Linked DNA regions of Triticum aestivum: region 1 is linked to region 2. A link is a contact called in public Hi-C data. All regions are on one chromosome and are shown on one strand. The core of a region is the stretch at or near the end of the contact, and the rest is flanking DNA. Distances in the headings are between cores, read along the strand shown. Region 1 holds the start of LOC123071099 (cytochrome P450 94B3-like). Region 2 holds the start of LOC123071098 (cytochrome P450 98A1).

What was found. A called contact is a pair of places that touch in the nucleus more often than the background predicts.
Region 1: a Hi-C map of leaf shows a contact between it and region 2, with 6 times the contacts expected there. The contact joins the promoter of LOC123071099 here to the promoter of LOC123071098 in region 2. A contact is called at or near these places in 2 of 5 Hi-C or Micro-C datasets (both in leaf).

What each region holds. Positions count from the first base shown.
Region 1 is chr3B:589,144,862-589,147,561 of IWGSC CS RefSeq v2.1, forward strand. It overlaps LOC123071099 (cytochrome P450 94B3-like), which reads right to left and starts at 1,380. Exons shown (of 1, transcript XM_044494576.1): 1 at 1-1,380. The coding sequence starts at 1,221.
Region 2 is chr3B:588,638,823-588,641,522 of IWGSC CS RefSeq v2.1, forward strand. It overlaps LOC123071098 (cytochrome P450 98A1), which reads left to right and starts at 1,299. Exons shown (of 2, transcript XM_044494575.1): 1 at 1,299-2,243; 2 at 2,375-2,700. The coding sequence starts at 1,362.

The sequences.
Region 1 (2,700 bases), core at 130-2,629, 510 kb after region 2:
GGAGACCTGCCAACCTTTGCCTACAAATGTGCCGTCGGGCAGGATGTCGTCGTGCTGGCAGCAGCGCGAGTCCATGGCCACGGGCGGGTATAGCCGCATGGACTCTGTGACCGCTGCGTGCAGGTAGTGCATCTCACGCAGCTCGTCGAGGCTGAAGGCTGCATCCGCACTCCCGCTGGACACTCGCACCCCGCATATCTCGCGCACGATCTTCTCCTCCACCTCGCGCCGGCGGGACACGAGCCAGAAGAACCAAGTGAGCGCCGACGAGGTCGTGTCCCGCCCGGCTATGATGAAGCTGGTGACCACATCACGAAGGCTCTCGTCGCTGTGCTCGCAGCTGGAGACGAAGCGCGAGAGGAAGTCGTCCTTGCGCGCCAGCCCGGCAGCCCCCCTCTCGCTGCGATCACGGACAATCCTGTCGACATAGCCGTGGATCGTGGCGAGCGCCTTGCTCATCCGCCTCTCTGGCCCCATGTTGAGTAGCTTCTTGACCCGCCATGCCCACTTGACCGGCGACATGAACCGGGCCATGACCATGATCTGCGCGTCGTTCAAGGCATGCATGAACTCCGCACGCCCATTCACCCCCAGGCCGTCGTCGGTGAGGCACGCCGGGTCCTCGTCGAAGGCGACGCAGCAGATGTTGTCGAACGCGAAGCGCTCGAGAACGTCCTGCATGTCCAGCGTCAGGCCTTGTAGCTCCGCCCGGGAGAGCAGAGGCAGCAGCCGCTCGACGACCTCGAACCGGACGGTGCTGACCACGAAGTTTCTCAGCGAGCGCTTGCTGAACTCGTAGCTGGCGGCCTTGCGCTGCGAGAGCCACTGGTCGCCGTCGGAGTTGAAGATGCCGTGGCCGAGGAAATCCGCCATGGCGGACACCACGAACTCGCCCTTGGGGTAGTTCTGGAAGTTGGTCTTCACGATGTATTCCACATTGGCCGGGTTTGCTGTGATGGCACCGGCCATGAGGCCGAGGCTCTTGAAGTCGAAGACCATGGTGTGCGTGGGGCAACGAGCGATGACGCCAGCCGACCACTCGACGAGGCAGTCCTGGTTCTTGACGAAGTGTGGGAGCGTGCCGATGATGGGGTAGGCCTTGAGGCCGTCGGCGTGAGGTTGCTTCCTGGTGTTCCGACGTAGGCAGAGGACATATAGTAGAGGTAGGAGCAGGAGCAGGAGCATGGGTTGGGCCGAGGTCAACGAAAGCTCCATGGCCATCGAGATCTCAGGCTTGCCAAGTCCAAAAAAACTGTAGGAGTGAGTGGGGTGCTTGGAGGTTGGAAGTGTGAGCTGGGTGACTTTGAGTCTTTGGCTTCAGTAAGTCAAGGGCACTTGTAGATGAATACTGATTGGGCTTGTGCGAATGCGAAACCAACCAATCCTCAGAATACTGACGTCGGCGCTCAGGTGATCCCTGCTTCCTGGCAACTACGTATAAGCAAGTGAACCATCAACTAAAACATGACCAGTTTAACCAGACAAATCACTTGGACACAAACTGAACCATGAACAAATACTAGTCAATTTTGATGTCCACATCTTCGCAAAAACAAACTTACAATCCAGTGCTCTTGAATAGTTTAATGGTGCTTACATTTCCAAAAAAGAAAAGAAAAAAAAACTGTCCCAGTCAGTTGATCTGCTACCTGATTCGTTCAACTGCAACCGAACCATAAACAAACACTGTAAACTGTGATACTCACAAGTGATTCGTTCTTTTTCTTCTGTCTCCAGCATCCACACGAGAAACTCATGAGTCGTGACAAGTTAGCTAGTTTGGATGTACGTACGGTGCACTGCAACCAAGCAGTCACGCGATAACGATGAAGAACTGAGCAATCTGGTGTTAATTTTCCTTTTTTTCCTTGTTCTGCTGCTGAGTGCCCTTCTGAACCCACGTCGATTTCACGCGCAGCGTGGCATTTCCTGCATAGATCACCTGTCATCTTCTCTCAGTGGCTAGCTTATTTCTCTATAATTTTTCTCAACAACAACAAAAATACTACTCCCTTCGATCCATGTTAATTGTCACGGAAGTCGTACTAAGAGGGTGTTTGTTTTCAGGAACTTATTGATTTAAAGGAGAGTCTTATAGAGACTTATAGTTGTAATATGGTCTTATAAGGACTTATAAGTCCGAGGAACCAAACAGGTAGGGACTTTTTAGGGACTTAGAGGGTGTTTGTTTACAAGGACTTATTGGTTTAAGGACTTAAAAAAAAATCCCTATAAGTCTCATCTAAACCAAACAGGAGGGACTTATAGGGACTTAAAGTGGGCATTTGGGACTTATGAAATAAGACTTTCAAGGAGGGACTTATAGGAACTTATAGTTATAATATGGTCTTCTAGTCCATGTTAAGTCCCAGGAACCAAACATGTAGGGACTTTTTAGGAACTTGGGACTTATAAGTTGGGACTAAAAAAAGTCCTAAGACTTATGAACCAAACAGATCCTTAGGACTTATAAGTTGGGACTAAAAAAAGTCCTAAGACTTATGAACCAAACAGGGCCTAAGTCAGCGACAACAATTACTGAAAGAAAGAGACTGATGAGAAGTGCTGCCCTCTTCGACCCCTCCCAGTCGGTGTAGCGTATCAATCTCGGTATGCCGTTGGGGCTTTGACACAAGACAATTGTACCAATTTCTTCTACTTTTCCGGTAAGTGATGTACTGATGTGTAGAAGTCGCACTG
Region 2 (2,700 bases), core at 49-2,548:
CTAGCATGCTTGCGAGCACATGTCAACTCTCTCAACTGCCTAGTGTTAGTATGTGGCAACTCTTAAAGTTTTGAAATCATGGCAACTACTGTAGATCAGACCATACATGGCAACTGCAGTTGAACAACCATGACAACTGCAGTTGTCCGACATGGCAACCGTAGTTCAGCGACATGACAACTGCAGTTAAACGAACATGGACGAGGGTCTGAACCATGGCAACTGCGGGCGCGCGATGACTGTCACGTGTGGCGTGCGGGACCACGAGGTACGTGGCCTGACATTCAGGGCGTGTGGGTGTTATCTACTTCGCCCACACGCACGCGTGTGAGAGAGATCGGAAGAAAAAAAAGATGTGTGGGCATTACTTGTTTTGCCCATGCGTAGGTGTGTGGGCTGTTTCTCTTTATACACCACACAAAATATGTGGGCAGACTTCCTAATGCCCACACGCGTGGCACTTATCGGCGTGCTTAAAAAAAAATTTAGCATCATGCAGCCTGTCAACAGTTTAGGATTTTAGACACTTTTTGATTAGCTGCCTTGGGCTGCAAAATGACAATGAACAAGAGCACGCGACATTTAGTTGTTCCATCTGAACTCCAACGCAGTAACTGTACGTCTACGCTTATGCGTATTCGAGGAAAAAAGAAGAAATCTGTTAACATGGTCCGTGAAAACAGTTTCTTATTTTTTTGGCGGGGTGCCATGCAAACAGTGAAAATCTGATTCCTGAATCTCGTAAAATATGTGCCCGCGTCACAGGTCAGACGCTGCAGTAATTCCACTTTAGATATGGCACAGCGTAAGTGCAGATGCAGACTGTTTTTTAGGAAAACTAGGAGGATCACCCCCGGCCGTGCCGTGCAGATGGAGATGCCATTCATAGATCCGACGGCCACCACGCGCGATCGACTGCAGAGGAGCGGAACAGAATAGTCTGCATCCTGAGAAGACGACGCATCAACCGATTTTCCAGCCCCTCTCGATGCAAACAGCAAACCGGAGACGATCATCATCGAGACGACAACGTGGACGATTCGCTACCAGGATACTTCCATACGGATCTCCTGCGTACACGTGAGTGAGTAACATTACGACTTACTATGAAGGACCACGCTCGACATTACTTCAACATGAACTGCAGTCGATTCATGGGGCCTACCATGAGCTCAAGCACAGATGAACCAGGAATGGTTGTGAAGTCCTAGGCGCGCGGTGGTAGGTAGCCAGGAGTGTGTCCGTCCATACACATAAATACACGGGCATGCTGACCAAGCTGAACCAGGAAAATTCACAGTCCACCGGAGCTCCCGTACCTACCACCACTCCCACTCCGGGCGAGGCGAGAAGAGTCAGCCATGGACACGGCCACCTTGCTCCCGGTGGCGCTGGCCCTCCTGGCCATCCCCGTCACGGCGCTCCTCCTCAACCGGCTCCGCTTCGGCAGGCTGCCCCCGGGGCCGCGCCCGTGGCCGGTGCTGGGCAACCTCTTCCAAATCGAGCCCGTGCGCTGCCGGTGCTTCGCCGAGTGGGCGGCCCGGTACGGGCCCATCATGACGGTCTGGTTCGGCTCGACGCCGATGGTGGTGGTGTCCACGCCGGAGCTGGCGCAGGAGGTGCTCAAGACCCACGACCAGCACCTGGCCGACCGCTCGCGGAACCGCTCCTCGGAGCGCTTCAGCCGCGGCGGCATGGACCTCATCTGGGCCGACTACGGCCCGCACTACATCAAGGTGCGCAAGTTCTGCAACCTCGAGCTCTTCACGCCGCGCCGCCTCGAGGCGCTCCGCCCCGTCCGCGAGGACGAGGTCACCGCCATGGTCGAGTCCGTGCACAGGGCCGGCAAGGAAGGGAAGCCGGTGGCGGTGCGGGAGTTCCTGGCCACGGTGGGCTTCAACAACATCACGCGCCTGGCCTTCGGGAAGCGGTTCCTGAACGCGGCAGGCGAGCTGGACGAGCAAGGGCGCGAGTTCAAGGAGATCGTCAACAATGGGATCAAGATCGGCGCGTCGCTGTCCATCGCCGAGCACATCCGGTGGCTCCGGTGGCTCACGCCCGTCGACGAGGTGGCCTATCAAGCCCACGGCGACAGGCGCGACCGGCTCACCGTCAAGATCATGGAGGAGCACGCCAGGGCCCTGGAGCGGAGCGGCACCAGCAAGCAGCATTTCGTGGACGCGCTCTTCACGCTCCGGGACAAGTACGACCTCAGTGACGACACCGTCATTGGCCTCCTCTGGGTAATCAATTGAATTAATGCCGCCATCCATAGTACTAACCACTGCACCACAAGCAACTGTTTTATATTATTAGTAATCGCGATTTGATTTGATTCCCTCACCTAATTAGTCACATTTGTCCGCGCGAGCAGGACATGATCACCGCCGGCACGGACACGACAGTGATAACCGTGGAGTGGGCGGTAGCGGAGCTGGTGAGGAACCCGATGGTGCAGCAGAAGGTGCAGGAGGAGCTGGACCGGGTGGTCGGCCGCGACCGGGTGCTGTCGGAGACGGACTTCCCCAACCTGCCCTACCTGCAGGCCGTCGTGAAGGAGTCGCTCCGGCTGCACCCGCCGACGCCGCTGATGCTCCCGCACAGGGCCAGCGCCGCCGTGAAGGTCGCCGGCTACGACATCCCCAAGGGAGCCAGCGTCACGGTGAACGTGTGGGCGATCGCGCGCGACCCCAAGGCGTG